Regions from separate parts of the Ovis aries genome. Here region 1 is linked to region 2. A link is a contact called in public Hi-C data. All regions are on one chromosome and are shown on one strand. The core of a region is the stretch at or near the end of the contact, and the rest is flanking DNA. Distances in the headings are between cores, read along the strand shown.

Evidence for each region. A called contact is a pair of places that touch in the nucleus more often than the background predicts.
Region 1: a Hi-C map of mixed tissues shows a contact between it and region 2, with 2.6 times the contacts expected there. The contact joins the enhancer-like site here to the promoter of BOLA3 in region 2. A contact is called at or near these places in 6 of 16 Hi-C or Micro-C datasets (blood, hypothalamus, liver and 2 more).

What each region holds. Positions count from the first base shown.
Region 1 is chr3:96,101,805-96,105,384 of ARS-UI_Ramb_v3.0, reverse strand. It overlaps SLC4A5 (solute carrier family 4 member 5), which reads left to right. Exons shown (of 25, transcript XM_042248106.2): 8 at 307-362; 9 at 3,575-3,580. Among named protein-coding and RNA genes, the nearest start is that of MTHFD2, 72 kb to the right of the region's middle. Within about 2 kb of position 2,099, at least 4 of the 54 cell types and tissues checked have an H3K27ac peak or open chromatin away from gene starts, as enhancers often do.
Region 2 is chr3:95,969,825-95,973,296 of ARS-UI_Ramb_v3.0, reverse strand. BOLA3 (bolA family member 3) reads left to right here and starts at 2,046. Exons shown (of 4, transcript XM_027967016.3): 1 at 2,046-2,135. The coding sequence starts at 2,082.

The DNA of each region.
Region 1 (3,580 bases), core at 850-3,349, 130 kb before region 2:
TCCCCACCCGCAGGGCCTGTGCAGAGCAGATATCTCAGTCTCTAAGAAGGCAGGGCAGCGGGCTGGGACCAGGAAGTAGCATATTGAGGAGTGAGAAGAAAGCAGTAGAACCTGAGGTCCAGCAACTCTTCTAAGAAAGCTGCCATCGAAAGGAAGGAGAGAGAGGATGCTAGCTGATAGGGGCTGCAGGATAATGGGGGAGTTTGCTTTGGTTGTGAAGATGGAGCAAGCCTGTGTAGAGACCAAGAGAAAGGGTTCTGCGAGAACCCGTCTCCCCTGATGGACCTTCTTTTCCTTTTCTCCTAGGTCACGCCCAGAGCAGAAGCATGAATGATATTTCTCTCACCCCAAATACCGACCAGGTAGAAAACCCCTGCCCTTGGCTGCAGCAGAGGGCCAGGGCAGGAAGAAGTCTTTGGTTTTAGGGGTGGGGAACCCTATGGGCAAAACTCTAGCCCCATGATAAAGTGGGGTCCCCAGTAAGGACACAGGTGGGGCTCTGGGCAGCCATGGTGACTGACAATCCATCACTGGGGCTGTGTGCTAGGCCCTGGGGACAGAGAGATGTGATCAGATGAGGTGTCAGCTGTCCTTGAACTGGGGATTTATTGAAGAGACTGCCACACAGAGTTTGCCTCTGCCATGACCCCCACCCACAAGCACTTTGAATGATGAAGTGGGGACTCGGGTGGGTAGAGAAGCAGTAGGGCCTCCCCATGGAGACATTAATGATAGTGAATCAGCTGGACTGCGCAATAGTGTATCTTCTCCTTGGCTGGTGCTGGATAAAGTCAATTCTTGTTTCTCACCAGCTTGGCTGAAACCTTGATAAGGTCAGAAGCTCACAAACAGCCCAGGAGCCCCATGACTATGCCCCTGAGGGAAGCGCACAGGAAGTTGCCCTCAGTTCCAAACACTCACACCTCAGGGGCAGAAGGTCTCAAGGTCCCCTTGCCTGCGCCCCCAGGAGTGGAAAGGAAGGTGAGGAAGGGCATCTGAAAGTTGGTACCAACTTCTCAAGAGCTCGGGCGACTTCCGGGGTTCAGGCAGCCCCAAGTTCGGGAGAAGGCAAAACAAAAGCATTCCCTCAAGTCAGTGAAGTCAGTGTCTGGATGGCCTTTTGGTGGCCAAAATATTTATAAAACAACAATAACAACATCAACCAACATTTGAGGTCCACACATTGGATGCACTGCACGGTGCAGGGCGTTTCCTGGGCATCGTGAGGGTACTATGCCACCTTCCCTCTACAGATGAGGGCACAAAAGAGTGAAATAATATGCCCAAGTTCACGCAGCTGAAAGGTGGCATGGCCATGATTTGATCCAGACAGTCTGACTCTAGAGCCCTTAATTGGGGGCTGACTTAGGAACGAGTGCCCTGGAATATTATTTAGAGAAGAACCCCACGTAGTTGAGCCATGACAAGAAAGCACTGGCTAGTGAAAGTTTTTCACAACCTAATTTTTTACTGCCTAAGTGGTGACAAGAATACTATCCACTACCTTCCCCAAGCAGAGCTGCCTTTAACTGAGGGACTGGAGCCCAACACCAGGCACCAGCGTCCAGTTCTCCTAAGCAGTTGTAGGATGCTGCTTCTCAGTGTTTGTAGCAGCAGTTGACTTGTTGTGGGGACAGCAGTTTTGTACAACAGAGGGTTTCTTTAGGTGCATCTTTTTTTTACCACTCCACATCAGCCCTGAGTTCCAGTGAGTTCCCAGTGGGCAGAGATGGATTCAGACAGTGTGGCCATGTGCAGTGACTTGGCAGAGCTGGACTAGAGTCCCCCGGGTTTAGGCAGTGGGGTCAGCAGGACCCTGGTTAGACAGGCCCATGTCCAGACCATCGCCCAGCCAGAACGCTCTCACAGTCCATTGCTGGGGTACTACCACCCCCGCCTCCTTCCTGGGACTGCAGGCTCTGTTTTCGCTCCTCTCTGCTCCCGGTTACACATGCTACATGGGCTATCCCAGAGCACTGTGGTTCCAAAACCTTGTTCTCCAGGACACGCCTATCACCGACCTCTCCTCCAGTCCCCTAGAGCTTCTCCCTGCCTGGTGCCCGGGGACATGGAGTTGGCAGGGGCACAGTGGCTGCCCTGGCATGCTCAGCCCTCCATCCTGAAGAACCTGCTTATGAATCAGCTGACAGAGCTTGGGACAAAGGGACCTTTTGAGTCCTGGGGATTCTGGCCTTCCCATTAACACCTGCTGTTGCTTCTTCTCACTACATTAGGGTCCTTGGTGCTGTTCCTGGGTGGTTATAGACAGTTTTATGTTTCTGAGTGGTTTTAAGAGATTATAAGGGTGTAGCCCTTACTCACAGAGCCTTATCGAGTGCTGGCAGGGCTCCAGCCCAGTCTGTATCACACACTCCATGAGTCAAATTAGGAAATGGCTGTGGGCCCAAAGGGGTAAGACCTGTTGGCCATGCCCATGCCTACAGCTGACCCCTCTCCAGGGACAGAGGAACCTATCTTCACTGAGCTTCTGTGCTCACAGGAGAGACTCCCATCAGGTGGGGAGTGAGTGGCAAAATTGTGGCACCCAAGGATCTCTCTGAAGCACTTGCCTGCTCCTCCTGGGCCCTTTCTTCCTTTGTCAGCTGCTATGGACTCCCACCAGCCCTGTGCTACCCAAACACCCCTCCCCACCTCTTTCTCTGAAACTGTATCTGTCCCTCGCCCACCTCTTGCTACCTAGAGGGAAAGTGATCTGAAAAGCTAATGCACCCTAAGATGTTCAAGATGAAGAGCATGTATGTGACCACCCCTGGGCGTTTTCTTTGTCTGAGAGGTCTTGGGAGGAATCAGTGTCTTATTCATAGAATGGAAGTCATAACCACAGAGAGTGGGCAGGCGGCTTGTCTCCAGCACCTCTCACATCAGACCCCACTCACTCTGCCTATTTGACCTTTCTGCCCTAAATAAACACCAGCCAGAGGGACTGGCTGGAGGGCACTTCAATAGTCTCAGCTGGAAAGGCTCAGCAGCTATGAGTTTCCTGGGAGGTTCCCTGGGGGTGACTTGGGGGCACAGAAGTCTCCCATAGCCTCGGATCCACAGGTACAGGGATTCCCATTAGCCAGAATGCTGGTGGCAAAGAGGAAACAAAGTCCGTCCACTCTGCCCATCAGGATGGTTTTGTTCCTCCCATAGCCACTAGGGTGAAGAAAGGACGAAGGGCTGGGCAATGGAGTATATGAGCCAAGACCCCCATCTGCTTGAGCTGCAGCTGGGGGATGAGACCTGCTGTCCAGCAAGCCTGGCTCTCTTCTCTGACCCCTCAGCTCATACTTCAGTAGAACAAGGAAGTATTGGGGGGGCGGGGCGGTCAAGTCATTGCCTGCTCCTTCCCATCTACGAAAGGCTTAGCTGGTCCCTGGGGTTAACCAACTTTGAGTTTCCTCATCTGCAGACTGCAGGAGAGTGTTGGGCTATTTCCTTCGGTCTCTAGAGAAATGCTGGGAGAATTTTGTAAGGTTAGGCCTCCAGAGTAGTCTGAATGAGCTAAGTAAGAGCCAAAACCACTGCGTATGAGTACCCATGCGTATCTCACGTCCCCCTCACTGACCAGCGGAAA
Region 2 (3,472 bases), core at 797-3,296:
TGGCAATTTAGTTACATCTCTGAAGAAAAATTGAAAGTTTGTAAATTATCCCTAATCCCACCAACCCTAATTGTTAAAGAATCAAGCAAAGAAGAAAAAAAATGAGGCTATTAATAGTAATGCAAAGGAGAAACTGGGGCTTCCCAGCTGGCTCAGTAGTAAAGAATCTGCCTGCCAAATGCCAGAGCTGCGGGAGACATGGATTCAATCTCCGAGTCAGGGAGATCCCCTGGAGGAAGTAATAGCAACCTACTCCAGTATTCTTGCCTGGGAAATCCCATGGACAGAGGAACCCATGGGGTTGCAAAGAGTTGGATGCAACTGAGCATTCGCACTGATGAAAGGAAAAATTATGAGGGTCAAAATAGTAAAAAGACAGAATTCAACAGTAAAATTTAAATTTTTAATTGGCTTTATTGACTCTTAATCAATCAGCATCTCATCTAGCCAGTAAAGGGGAGTTCCAAAGGGCTGCAGAAATGAAAAGCCCTAAAAGCCAAGTAAAAAGGTTATTTCAGGCTTAGGCAACCTACCCACAGGAGACAAAAGGTTTTTCTGTGACAGATTATTTTATTGGTGCTGAACAGAATATGACTGATCAGAAGACAAGGCTTGAACTGACTTTAAAAGATGAGTTGGTTACCACATAAGCCATCTTGTTGCACAGTTTGCATAGGGAGGTACACGCAGTCCGGTAATAAGGAAGGCTATATTTCAATCGAGAAGGCTAAGTGCCAAAGAATTGATGCTTTCAAATTTTGGTGCTGTAGAAGACTTGAAAGTCCCTTGGACAGCAACAAAATCAAACTAGTCAATCCTAAAGGAAATAAACCCTGAATATTCATTGGAAGGACTGATGCTGAAGCTGAAGCTCCGATAGTTTGGCCACTTGATGCAAAGAGCCGAGTCGCTGGAAAAGACCCTGATGCTGGGAAATATTGGGGGCAGGAGGAGAAGGGGGCGACAGAGGATGAGATGGTTGGACGGCATCATTGACAATGGACATGAGTTTGAGCAAATCCGGGGAGATAGTGAAGGACAAGGAAGCCTGCCTGACATGCTGCAGTCCATGGGGTTGCAAAGGATTGGACATGACTTAGTGATCAGACAGCAACAAGTAAGGAGAACACAGTATCTCCCCAAGAGCAAAAGTGGAGAAATTTTAAGCTAAGGTTATATACACATTCATGAAGGGTCTTGGCTCAGGAGAATTCAGTCTGGAACGGGGGCAAAAGTTGTCAGAGTCAAAGTTTTAGTTGATTCAAGTCAGGAGGGTCAGGAAAGGTCATTATCATTTCTTAGCTTCCAGTTGATTGGTTGGTTGAGCTTTCCAGGGGATGGGAGTGGTGTTTGAATTTTGCAAAACAACTCAAGAGTTTGCCAGGCTATGCAAGATCTGTGGCTCAAGTGGCTCTTCTGCTGAGCCATTTCCTGCAGGCACCTTCAATACAGAGACATCCAAAACTGAGTTAGTCGACCCTCTTCACCCCAAACCTAGTCCTCCTCTACCCATTTCATTGTCCAAGCCAGAAACCTGAGAGTCATCCCTGTCGCCTTCATCCCCTCTCCTGCCAATACCGTCTTCCAGTCCATTCATTCACCTCCCAGGTGTCCGAGTCCACTCTTCCGATTCCTGCTGCTGTTCAGGCCTTTAGTCTCTGGACCACTGCGACTGTCCCCGCTCTTCGCAGGGACCAGTGATCTTCCTAAAGCTCAAATCTGAAAACGACTCCCCTGCTTAAAATCCTCCCCCTGGTCCCTCATGGAGTGAGAAGTCGAAGCTCCTCCGTTTAGCAGCAGGTTTTCTGGTGGAGAGTAGGAATGGGGGCGTTCCACCTAGGGCACCAGGGTTCTTGGGACAAGGGAAAGTCCAAGCACCGGCTTCTAGGCCGAGGGGGAAGGACCCACTGGGGGCGAGGGTTGGGAGGCCAGGTGAGACTGGGCGTCCTGGGCGTGCGGGGCGGCTCGCGGCCTCCGGACAGCAGGGGGCGGCCTCGCCTGTGCAGCGGCGGCTCTGGTCCCGGACTCCGCGTCTTTCGGGCGACGCGGCGACCTCGGACGGCGGGCCGCGTCGGCCGGGCATGGCGGCGTGGAGCCCGGCCGCGGCAGTGCCTCTGCTTCGCGGAACCCGCCGGGTGAGCGCGGACGGGGACCGAGCCACTCTCCCCGGGGCAGGAATTGCGCTGGGACCGCGGGGCGGGCCGGGTTTGGAGAGACGGCCTGCGGAGGGCGACGCGCCGGGCCAGGGGCTTCGCCTTCCTTTCTCTCATTCATTGATTTGCTGGTTCATTCATTCAGTGGCCCCGGCTACGGGTACTGAGAGAAGTGTCAGGGCCGGCGCGTGCTGGGGGAGCTCCCCAACGGGGTGGGGGTTGAGGCCGAGGGGAACGGATGCATAAACAGTCGTAATACAGCAGGCACGGAAAAAGCAATGTTGCTTTACCGAGCCGAAGACATGGAGTCAGAGCCTGGAGTCGAGGCGTGCGTGCTGGTTCCTGTGACTGAGTCAGGGCTCCGGAACGTCCTCCTGGCTTCTGTGACCTTGACCCTTTCCAAATCTCACACTCCTGTAGTAGGGAGCCAGTAGAGGGCAGTCACCATACGCTCTCCTAATTTTCTCTCCCCTTTGCCGATTCATTCTCCCTTTACTCCATCCGTTTCTTTTGCTTTCCTTTCACATTCTTCCTTCCTTGGACCTGCCTCCCTGGAGCATGAAGGGCACTTCTGCTGGAGACTTTCATTGTGGACAATCGACATTCCAGGGGTTTTGTCAGTTGATTGCTGGTTTAAAGGCCGCTGCCTGCAGATCAGCAGAGATGAGGGAAAGACTTCTCCCAAGGAGTCATAGTGCTAACCCCACTGTCACCCTTTAGTGACTGCTGCGCTGCCTGCCACCTGGCTACCCTCTGCCTTTGCCCCCACCCCCACCCCCAGGGCACTGTTTTCAGAGGAGGTCTCCCGTCCACCCAGTCTTACCCAGGTCCACAACATAGGATTCTGTCCCTCTGAACAGCACTCAGTCTCCCTCCAGATCTTTCTCCTGACCTGCGTTTCAGCTGCCTGCTAGAATCAGGACTTCTTTGCGGGTACCTAGTACATATGCCCGGAGAAGGCAATGGCACCCCACTCCAGTACTCTTGCTTGGAAAATCCCATGGACAAAGGAGCCTGGTAGGCTGCAGTCCATGGGGTCGCCAAGAGTCGGGTACGACTGAGCAACTTTACTTTCACTTTTCACTTTAATGCCTTGGAGAAGGCAATGGCAACCCACTGCAGTGTTCTTGCCTGGAGAATCCCAGGGACGGGGGAGCCTGGTGGGCTGCCATCTATGGGGTCGCACAGAGTCGGACACAACTGAAGCGATGCAGCAGCAGCAGCAGCAGTACATATGCCGGTTTTCTCTGGTGGCTCAGCCGGTAAACAATGCACCTGCAATGCAGGAAACCTGGCTTTGATCCTTGGGTTGGGAAGAT